2 separate regions of the Hordeum vulgare genome follow, and region 2 is linked to region 1. Evidence: chromatin contacts called from public Hi-C data. All regions are on one chromosome and are shown on one strand. Each heading gives the region's core, a stretch centred on a gene start, on an enhancer-like site or on the middle of the called end of the contact. The rest is flanking DNA. Distances are from core to core; before and after follow the strand shown.

Evidence for each region. A called contact is a pair of places that touch in the nucleus more often than the background predicts.
Region 2: a Hi-C map of seedling shows a contact between it and region 1, with 3 times the contacts expected there. The contact joins the promoter of LOC123452056 here to the enhancer-like site in region 1. A contact is called at or near these places in 2 of 6 Hi-C or Micro-C datasets (leaf and seedling).

The regions. Positions count from the first base shown.
Region 1 is chr5H:338,452,054-338,457,727 of MorexV3_pseudomolecules_assembly, reverse strand. No RefSeq gene overlaps it. Among protein-coding and RNA genes, the nearest start is that of LOC123452934, 19 kb to the left of the region's middle. Within about 2 kb of position 3,092, at least 2 of the 3 cell types and tissues checked have open chromatin away from gene starts, as enhancers often do. A contact at or near this core is called in leaf and seedling, where this site is marked.
Region 2 is chr5H:338,627,464-338,633,137 of MorexV3_pseudomolecules_assembly, reverse strand. It overlaps LOC123452056 (probable LRR receptor-like serine/threonine-protein kinase At1g67720), which reads right to left and starts at 3,061. Exons shown (of 15, transcript XM_045128630.1): 1 at 2,547-3,061; 2 at 1,778-2,312; 3 at 976-1,481; 4 at 735-867; 5 at 574-645; 6 at 423-491; 7 at 263-334; 8 at 1-45. The coding sequence starts at 2,619.

The DNA.
Region 1 (5,674 bases), core at 1,843-4,342:
ACTTTTATTAAATCTACCCAACTTTTAGCAGCAAGTGAAAATGAACATAAAAATGATCCACGCAAAATTTAAACGAAATTGGACACCAAACGCACGTTGTGTCACGTCTGACAACTGTTTTTTCGTGTTTTCGCATGGAAAATCATAGAAAATGCACGGAATGTCAGAAATTAAAAACATTTGGCGTGCCTCCTTGCGATGATCATTAGGATGTGTGTAAAAAATTTGGATCTATTTCATGAGTCAAAGAAACATCATCGCATTATAACACCCTTTCCACCCTTACCGACGCCCGTGGGTTCCACATGATGTACATGCATACGTTCATCAAATCTATCCAACATTTGCTAGAAAGTGAGGATGAACATACAAATGACTCATGCAAAATTTGAACGAAATCGTACACCAAACGCACGTTGTGTCAGGCCCGACAACTGTTTCTCCGTGTTTTCAAATGGAAAATCATAGAAAATGCACGTTACATCAGAAATGCACGTTACATTCTGGTGCGGAACGTGTCCTCGTGGACTTACCAAGTTCAGTAGTTACTTGATCCAAAGTTTCATGATCATCATCATTAACTTTCTTTCTAGTCGGTGCAGGCACCACAAAAACATTTGCATGCGCTGCGCTACTCTCCAGTTCGAGAGGGGATACAATTAACTCATCGAGTTCTACTTTCCTCCCACTCACTTCTTTCGAGAGAAACTCTTTCTCTAGAAAGGATCCATTCTTGGCAACAAAGATCTTGCCTTCGGATCTGAGATAGAAGGTATATCCAATAGTTTCCTCAGGGTATCCTATGAAGACACACTTTTCCGACTTGGGTTGGAGCTTTTCAGGTTGATGTTTCTTGACATAAGCATCGCATCCCCAAACTTTCAGAAACGACAACTTAGGTTTCTTCCCAAACCATAATTTATACGGTGTTGTCTCAACGGATTTAGACGGTGCCCTATTTAAAGTGAATGCAACAGTCTCCAATGCATATCCCCAAAATGATAGCGGTAAATCAGTAAGAGACATAATAGATCGCACCATATCCAATAGAGTGCGATTACGATGTTCAGACACACTGTAAGCTGAGGTGTGCGAGGCAGCGTGAGTTGTGAAAAAATTCCACATTTCCTTAAGTGCTTGCTAAACTCGTGACTCAAATATTCTCCTCCACGATCAGATCGCAAGAACTTTATTTTCTTGTCACGTTGATTCTCTACCTCACTCTGAAATTCTTTGAACCTTTCAAAGGTCTCAGACTTGTGTTTCATTAAGTAGACATACCCATATTTGTTTAAGTCATCAGTGAGGGTGAGAACATAACGATAGCCACCGCGAGCCTCAACGCTCATTGGACCGCATACATCAATATGTATTATTTTCAACAAGTTGGTTGCTCGCTCCATTGTTCCGAAGAACGGAGTCTTAGTCATCTTGCCCATGAGGCATGGTTCACACGTGTCAAATGATTCAAAATCAAGAGACTCTAAAAGTCCATCTATATGGAGTTTCTTCATGCGTTTGACACCGATATGATCAAGGCGGTAGTGCCACAAGTATGTGGGACTAACATTATTAACCTTACATATTTTGGTACTCACACTATGAATATGTGTAACATCACGTTCGAGATTCATTAAGAATAAACCATTGACCAGCGGGGCATGACCATAAAACATATCTTTTATATAAATAGAACAACCATTATTCTCAGATTTAAATGAGTAGCCATCTCACATCAAACGAGATCCGTATACAATGTTCATGCTCAAAGCTGCTACTAAATAATAATTATTAAGGTTTAATACTAACCCCGAAGGTAGATGTAGAGGTAGCGCGCCGACGACGATTACATCGACCTTGGAACCATTCCCGACGCGCATCGTCACCTCGTCCTTCGCCAGTCTCCGCTTATTCCGCAACTCCTGTTTTAAGTTACAAATATGAGCAACTGCACCGGTATCAAATACCCCAGGAGCTACTACTAGCGCTGGTAGGGTATACATTAATAACATGTATATCATATATACCTTTGACGTTGCCGGCCTTCTTATCCGCTAAGTAATTGGGGCAGTTTCGCTTTCAGTGATTGCCTTGCAATAGTAGCACTCAGTCTCAGGCTTGGGTCCATTCTTGGGCTTCTTCCCGACAACTGCTTTACCGGGTGCGGCAACTGCTTTACCGTCCTTCTTGAAGTTCTTCTTACCCTTGCCTTTCTTGAAACTGGTGGTCTTATTCACCATCAACACTTGATGTTCCTTTTTGGTTTCCACCTCTGCTGATTTCAGCATCGAATATAACTCAGGAATGAACTTCTCCATCCCTTGCATATTGTAGTTCATCACAAAGCTCTTGTAGTTAGGTGGAAACGACTCAAGGATTCTGTCAATAACCGAGTCATTCGGAAGATTAACTCCCAGCTGAGACAAGCGATGTGATCTAGTTTCAAAATCTCGTCGCAACAGATTTAATGGTGAATTTTTTTTAATTAAATTTTTATTTAAAAGGTAAAGCATTTAAAAAACTGAAAAGACGAAAGATTCATAGTAAGATCATCATTTTCGTCACTTCTGCATGCATACGGTGACATGGTCCAATCTGTGATCATGGAGCGTGTAATCGTATATTACTCACACCACACGTGTGGTGGTTATCAACGTCCTTTCATTTTGACATAGCCTTTTCTTGAAATAATGTATTATCTTTATAGCATGGGATTTCCAACATTTTCTTCAAACAATATGTATTGCATGTCATATGCGTAATCTCACCACCTCTAACAAAGAGGTCAACCCAAAAACCTGCCCACCCATAATTCTCTCAACCAAACACATAAATGGCTATCACCGACCATTTTTCATCTTTGCAACCAAACTATATAACGTGGCAATTCCTAACCGGTTGGAGGGGGCCGTATCCTACCAATTGGCAATTCGTATCGTAGTGTTGCTGGATCTAGGACGGCTGCCGTTGCTGAAGAAGCGAGAGCCGAGAGGCCGTCGGTGGAGCGGGAAGCCAGCGGCGGGGTTGCTGCATCCAGCATGGCCCAAGAAGCATGAGACCACGGCATCGGGTGCAGAAGCCGACCGGCGAAGCGCGAGGCTACCGGCGTACAAAAGCATCCCCATCGTTAGAGAGCAGCTCTCTCGAACCCTGCTGGCACTTTCTTTGGATGGAGAGAGATCGGCCGATTCAGGCTCGCTTTTTTTTTTAGACAAGATTCGGGCTTGCGTGTGCTGCCCTGTTTCGGCCTTCCTGGTGGTGGGCTTATTGGCTTGCTCGTGTTAGGCCTTTTCTGCCCAGCTTCTCGAGATGAAGCATGGAAATCACTAGTTAATTTCAAGGGTTACCTTCTTCTCAAAAATAAAAATAGCAAAGTCACTTCCACTTTCTTAGACGCTGACAAGTGGCACATAAGTGCGTCGGTTCGTAACCTAAGAGTTCTTCTATATTTTGAAAATTTATTTAGTTAAAATGTTTTATCTTTTGGACCGCACGTCCAAATTTCAAGCTGTTTTCATCGAGGAATTTCTCGCATCAAGATGTTCGAAATTAAATTCCAAATTTATACGTCTCAATGAGCTTTTGTTCAGAAAAAACAAAAAAAAAGAAACCAAAAAACTCGAGAAAAAGAATAAAACCCCAAAATCAGCAAACAAAAAAATAAAAGAAAAAACCAAAGGCGAAAGCATTATTTCAGTTTTTCTTCTTCTATTTTTACCTTTTCGAGAAGCACAGTTATGCTTCTCGCGAAAGTAAATATGCGCCTCCTCGACAAACAATTATGTGCTTCTCGTGGAAGCATAGATCTTCCCCCATTTTTTGAGAAGTGCAACTGTGATTCTAACGGAAGAAAATATGTGCTTTCCAGGAGCACTAAATTTATGCTTGTTGTGAAGTTCTTTTCCCGAGAAACAAGCAAATTTGTGCTTCTCATGGAAACATAATCTTTTCCCTTTTTAATGAGCACAGTTGTGCGGCTCATGTAAGAAAATGTATGACTGCATAAAAAGCAAATATGTGTTTCTTATGAAATTATATTTTTTCTTTTTCTAGAAGCACAGTTCTGCATCTTGCATAATCAAATTTTATGTCTTTACAAGAAGAAAATATATGCTTCTCATGGAAGCATAATTTTTTTTATACGCAAATATATATCTATAATTTTTTCCTCCAAAACCAAGAGATAACTGGGCAAATATTGAACCCCCCTCCCAAAAACCATCTAAAACCAGAAAAAACACATACAAAAGAATCAAAACAAAAAATAAAAATAAAAATGAAACATCTAAAACCAGAAAAACATGTGCGATGATTAGACACACCACTTGGCGTGCTATCATGTCACCAAAATTGACCTCTGGAGGCCCCACAAAGTGTAACCTTCAGTTAATCGCTCTCGTGAAGCTTATACTATGATATGGAACAACCCTTGAAAATTCTATGACATGGAACATGAAAAACACCATCGCCCAATCAACAAACAATTGAATAAGCAACCATCATGCCCGTGCATGCCTACCTAACCCTAGCCGCCGCCCCAAAAAAGCTAAGGCTCAACCACCTCCCGCGGGCATCGTTGCTGGTCAGCCCCGTCTCCGGTGTCCTTATGGCCATGGAGGCGGAGTGGATCTCGGTCCTTGTCGGTGGCATGACTTTGTTTTTAGATCTTTCATCGAGTTTTGTTAGGGTTTGTATTTTACTCATGAAGGCGAGATAGCGACGGCTCCTTGAAGATGAAATAAAGGTTTCCCCATCCAGCCCTCGTCCACATGATGCGTCTAGCATCGTGTATGGGTGTGTGGAGGTGTCTCCGATGCATCTATCTTTGATGGATTTGCTCGGATCTCTTCGTCATTCATCTTTGTTCGTGTGGTTTTTGGTTGGATAATTCCGATTGACACTTTTTATCTGCGGCGGTTGTTGTTCTGGTGTGTTGGTTCTATTGGACCTTAGCATGCCGACTTCCCGACTGTCTATTGTAATAACGTTTGCCCGACTCCAACAAGGGAGGGGCGATGACAGCGACGCGCCTCCGCCCACTTCAATGATTATAGTCCTTGCTAGGTGGTCTTCAGATCAGAATGTAATTTTTATTATTGTTAGTTTTCGTTGTACTATCATGATTGAAGATGAATAGACTCGAAGTTTTTTTCATAGAAAAAGAAATATGAAAATACTATTTGCCTCTCGTTGCGGCAAACTGTTGGGACTATGTACAGAAGATCGAGCGAGCATCCTGAGGTGGGCCGGTCTCTTAAGCGTTTAAGGGATCCTGAGGTGGACCGCTTTTATTAGTGTTTTTTTTTTCTTCTCTCTTTTTTTCCTTTTTTTTCACTTCTTCTAACCTTTCTTTTGGCAAGTTTATATTTTCTCAAAACATCTATGTATTTTAAAAAAACCATAAATCTCAAAAAAGTTTGCATTTTTCATAAATTGTTGAAAACTTAAAAAATAATTCATGTGGTCAATTTTATTCTAAAATTCATGTTCACCTTTTAAAAAATGATTGGAAGTTTGAAAAATCTTTGCGTTTTTAAAAAGAAATCAAAATTTCAAAAATGTTATAGTTTTTATTTTTTGTCACAATAATTCATAAAATGTTCAAGATTTTCAAACACCATTGGTAAATTTGAAAACTAATGTTTGCCTTTTCTAAATTATGTTTACAGTTTCA
Region 2 (5,674 bases), core at 1,812-4,311, 180 kb before region 1:
AGTGCCCTTGGAATATGTCCGGAAAGCCTATTGTCCTGAATATACCTGCAATGGTTGGAATCAGTAAGTGCAGTTCTATTTCTGTAAAGAATCTTGATCAAATGCATTTGTTAGAAAGATAAAATTAATAGCATTGACAAAAATTTGAGCACAGAGCATCAGGAAACAAAGAGAGGAAGGACAGTCTGGACCACTGTATCAACTTCCATTCTCCATAGTAAGGTGTTGGATAAACAAAGTGCACAAAATATGAAGAACTTACAACTCTTTGAGGTTAGGTAGTTCTCCCAAAGAGGATGGCAGTGCACCATTTAACTGATTGTTTTCAAGGTGGCTGCATATATATAAAACCACGCTGGATTAGTTCATTAGTTCAATAAATCCTGCAGAATGCTGCTCTATGACAAGAACTGCAAACTCACATATACTGTAGATTTCTGCATCCACTAAAATCAGGGATTCCACCAGAAAATAAGTTACCATCGAGTTTTCTGCATTTACAGAAATAGGCAGATCAGGCAAGAGAAAGCAAAACAAGAAAAAGGATGGAAAGAATGAACCATCTGAGCTTACAACTCGACCAATGCCGATAACTTTGTCAACTCCTCAGGGATACTTCCGGTGATGTTCTTCTCTGACAATGTGCTGTGAGGAACAATTCTTAGGCTCTATAACAAGGAATTAATCAATAAATCCAAAGTGAAGGCAGAATTACACGATCAAACTTATCATACATCGAAAGAACCCTGGGTGCTGCTTCTGAACTACATTGCACCCAGGTCCATGACACTGGTAAGCATGGATCACCACCCTCTTGCGCCCAACCTGCTTGAGGATATCGTGAGGCCAAGCTAGACATGGTGTTTGCTGTCAATATTATGGAACCGCTAAATTAGTCAACAAGTTTTTCTTTCCATATCAGAGACTACACTTGATTTGAAAACAAATAAGTAACAATTTTGGGCAACCGCTTACCATCTTGAGATCCCATGGTAATCTGAACATGTTTGTAAATTTCCATAGCATTCAAAATAGGTCCCTTTGAAGAATCATTTGTCTTCTTGAACTCAAAAGAGAAAACAAATGGAAGTGTCACATTTACGTAACCTGGTTGGTACAAACGATATTTCCCCTGCGCATTCTCCTCCACGTCAACGGTTGGTTTACTGAATAATGGCATGCCAGGAACCACCAACTTGAATTTCCTAGTTTCATCTGGGGCCAAATCTTCAATTTCTGCAAAATATGAGACTGCCCATGCATTTCCCGGGAACCCTTCCAAATCAAGCCGGTAGTTCAAGGATCCATTTTTGCCAACCACTGCTGTTTGCATGACTTTTTCAGGTGGTTCTAGTTCAGTACCGACGAATACAGGTTTTGTGGTCGATATTCTTTCAGTCCCTGGAGCAACATCAACAAGGTAATTCGCTCTCCTCAAAGAGTCAGATTCCCATATCCTATCAAATGGATCATCAGGGTACCTGAGAAATTCAAAGAAAGAGCACCCTTCAACTATCTTTTTTTTTCGTTGAACAAGGCATTTGATGTCAAAACTAAAAACACATGGTACTAAGCGAAGCGTGATCAGAACTTTGTTATGTCTACCCTCTCAAAAAAGGAAGAACTTTTCGTGGCAGTATGGCACAGTCAGACACTCTAGTGGTACAATATAACTGCAAACCTAAGTAGGACAGGAGATTGCAACAAGCACATGTTTCCAACGCCAATACAAAGTGATTGACAATGCTGGCACAAATATTATGTAGGAAAGCAGTACCTGACTGATTTATTGCCGTCAGCACCAAAATTTATCCTTGCAGACAGTGCAAGGAAGAACTGTGCCTCATAGTCAGTATAGTAGAGTGAACCGTTAAACTGGCGAAGCTCGAGCGTAGAGATAAAGGGCTGTCCTGTGCTGGCATTGGAGAGGCAGACACTGAGTGTCGGGGCAGCAGCCAAGATAATCGCCTCCTCTACCACGGGCGTGTCGGCATCATCGATTATGACCGTGGACCAGGGAGTCGCCCCGAGGGAGAGATCAAACTTGGGGTATACGTTGCTGTTGTCGAAGTTGCCGTAGAGGAAGCTAGCTCTGACGAGGTACCTTGTCCTGGTCCTGACATTCATCGTGTAGCAGTACTTGCTGGTGTCTGCTGGAAAATACCTGAGAGTTGAATATTGCTTCTGGAGCTGGTTTTGGACTGGCAGGTTTGTGGTCTGCCCACCGAAGACCAGCTTGGCATCAGAAGTCCACTGGATGCCAATGCCATCTGTGTAATCATCAGCTCCCCCACAATCCAAGCTGATGAAACCTGCACACAAGCCCAATTTGCTACTTTTATTTGCTGGTCCCCCGAGCTTAGCAAGTGGAGTATAGCATACATGTGTTGCATAATAAGAGGATGGAATCTGAAACTGTATGAGCGTGTATATGCTGCGCAAATCTCCTTAGAAATCTGGACTCTTCCGGCATCTAAGGGTATGGATTCTAGCCTAATCCTCCGTGGCCCAAGAATCTCGCGAGAAGAGAAGGAAGGGCGACTCACCAGGCTGAGCAGCGGAGAGTGCGAGGAGCAGCAGCAGCTGGAACTGGAGGAGAAGAGCGGCGGCGGACGCCATGGGGTTCCCTCGAGACCTCACTCCCACGGAGGCAAGCAAAGCAGAGAAGAGAAGCAGCTAGGAAACCTGAGCTGCTGCTTGTCCGTCGATCTTGAGCATCAAGGGATGGAAACCGACCGGATCCTCATCCCAGCCCAGGCACAGGCACAGTGCATCCTTCCTTCACTCCATTGTTTGTTTCAGCCGATGCGCTGCGGCCGCGAGCGGGGAAAGGCTCTGCTTGCTGCGGCTCCCTCCTCCTCTGGCTCCGGGTCCGGGGTCTGGGAAGTGGGAACACAGCAGAGCTGGAGGAAGAAGATGAGCACACGCCGTAATCCTTTTGCTGGGGAGGAAGAAATCAGCGGAGTGGGGCGGTTTGATTGTTCAAAAAATCGACAAAAGGAGGAGGGATTAGGGCGGCGAGAGAGAGTGCGTCTGTCTGTCTGTTGTCTCAGTGGAGAAAAGGCAGTGTGGAAGACAGTGAAAAAGAAAGACGAAAGGAGCCCCACCTGGGGAGAAAGGTGTCGCTGACAGGACGGGCCCGCCGCGGCTGGCAAGCCAAAGCGAAAGGGTGGGCGACACTAATTCTCTTGGAACTGTGTGGGCAGGCAGCCCTGTGGACCGTCTTGTGGCCCTTGTGGTGGGTGCTACCATGAGTGTAGTAGCAGTAGCTAGGGTGATGCATATGCATTTTCTTAAAAATGGTCCATTATGCCTGTAGAAATGAGTAGCTATGCGGTCATTTTATTATTAAATCAAAACTTAGTTGCTGGAGTATCTTGCAATGGTTTAACTATGATTAAATTTTGTTTTGTAAAGTGTACGCTAATTTGCTTAAGGCTAATCAATAAGAATGGATGGGGGCATCACAACAATGCGTAAGTCGGGGTTTAACCTCCTTTCCACGCACACGCACACACATCTCATATGCAAACGCGCACACACAAATCCATGAATTTCAATTAAAGGAAAACCATGCACAACGACGACCGATCGCTCGTACCCTAGCACAAGGCTAGGGTTTCTCGTGCCTCCCGTCGGTGTTGTCGCCGGTCTATCTCATCTTCAGTGGTCTTAGTACCATGGAGGCGTGGTGAATCCCGGTCTTGGCCAACGGAAGGGCGCCTTTTCTGATGCTTTTTAAGTTTTGTTAGGGTTTATGTCCTACTCAGAGATGCAAGGCGGAGGTGGCTCTCTGCAGATGGAATAAGGTCCTCCCCATCTAGCCCTCGTTCCGATGGTGTTCCTAGCATCGTCGGAGGATGTGTGGAGGCTTGTCTCCGACGGATCTCATGGGATTCGGTCGCCGTTTGTCTTAAGTGGATCCCTGTGGATTCGGTCTTCCTTCGTTTGTGTTCGTGTGCCTACAGGTTGGATACTCCCAATCTACTCTTTTCTTCATCGGTGACTGTTGTTGTTCTGGTGCGCTGGTCCTATGGGGCCTTAGCACGACGACTTTTCGACTGTCTACTACAACAAGGTTTGCTCGGCTCCGGTGACGAAGGGTCGATGACGGCGGTGCGCCTTCGGCTCACTTTAGTGCTTGTAGTCGTCGCTAGGTGGTCTATGGACCTGTATGTATTTTTTTTAAATTTCTGATGTTCTTGGTGTTGAAAATATTAGCACTTTCCCGAGTAGACTAATCCACGAGTAAATAACAAGCATGGTAAATACGGTATGCATTTCATACCGATACGTAAGAATACTAGCACGTATAGTACATAGAACCAAAATATCTATAAACATGGCATATACGGCTAGCACCAGAACGAGTAAATGAGGGATGAACATATCAAACCCTTCGGTTGGCCAAGCCAACGCAGCGGCAGCAGCGGCTGCCTCGGCGTCGTCCGTGGCCTTCTTCTTGGTGGCGACGACGACGGCCTTGGCGTCGACCATGTTGTTGATGCAAGGGAAGTAATTGAATCAAAGGAGGACGGATACGGGGACGAATCGGGAGTAGCCGCGCCTAGACGCTCCCCGAAAACCTTATTGCCGTTCTCCTAGGCAGTATCTCGAACGACAGGGTTCCGGAGGCACCTGCTCTCCCGACCAACCATGCACACGGTCGTTGGGATGGGATCGCCGGAAGCAACACACTAAGAGGAACAGTAGATGATGACTAGGGTTGCGCGGAGAGGGAGAGAGTCGACGGATTAGGTTACACTCCACAGTTGGCGCCTCCTCATATAGGCCACCGCGTAGATGGGTTTGGGCCAGGCCCACGACCAAGTCCGCGAATAGCCCACGGTCCAATGTCTCGTACAATGCCACTTTCGTTTAGCGACTCATTAATTAATCCACAATTAATTAACCATTTATGACCAGCAAAAATAAGGTTTGGCTCGACTCATTCCCGCAACCTGCAGTGCGCGGGCGCATCATGATGAGGCGAGGCGTGGCGAGGCGAGGCAGGCGGCGGCCGAGGAGGAGTGTGCATGTACAACTCCTCTTTCCAAGCTCCCAACGTGATAGAGCAACCCTTATAAAGGGGTCTCACTCTTACTATTATAGCAGTATGGTACTAAACTTCCCACCACTTGCCCTACACTCACATGGGACATAGAGATTAACGAGGGAGTATTGTCTTACATGGGCCTAAGCCCATCTATAACCCAACAATTCCCCATAAGATCTAGAGGCACATAAGTTTGTCAATTGTTCCAAACATTGTTTGATATACCAGAATTTTAAGTGGAGACTGTTAAGTTGAGCTTCTACCTAGAACAATAGGATTAGACTTCTTCACAACTGAACAATGGACTATGCATTGAATTGTGAGTTTAGTGTCCAGAAGTTTTTCCTATTGTCAACTGATATGTGTCTGGTGAAGGATAAACCCCATGGGTGGAGCTTATTAGTCATACTCCTTACCTTCTCATGATCTTCCTACAGATTACCTAATCTCATAGACTGTAACCAACAGTCGGGCTCACATAGGTGCGTTCCTCCAACGAATGCTCTGTAGGTTACCATATTGCTTACACAAGCTTTGGAACAAATTAAGCCAATGTTAGCATGCCTTATATATTACGAGAGTATTTCATCTCCAAGGGAGCGGGATGGTAAGGATACT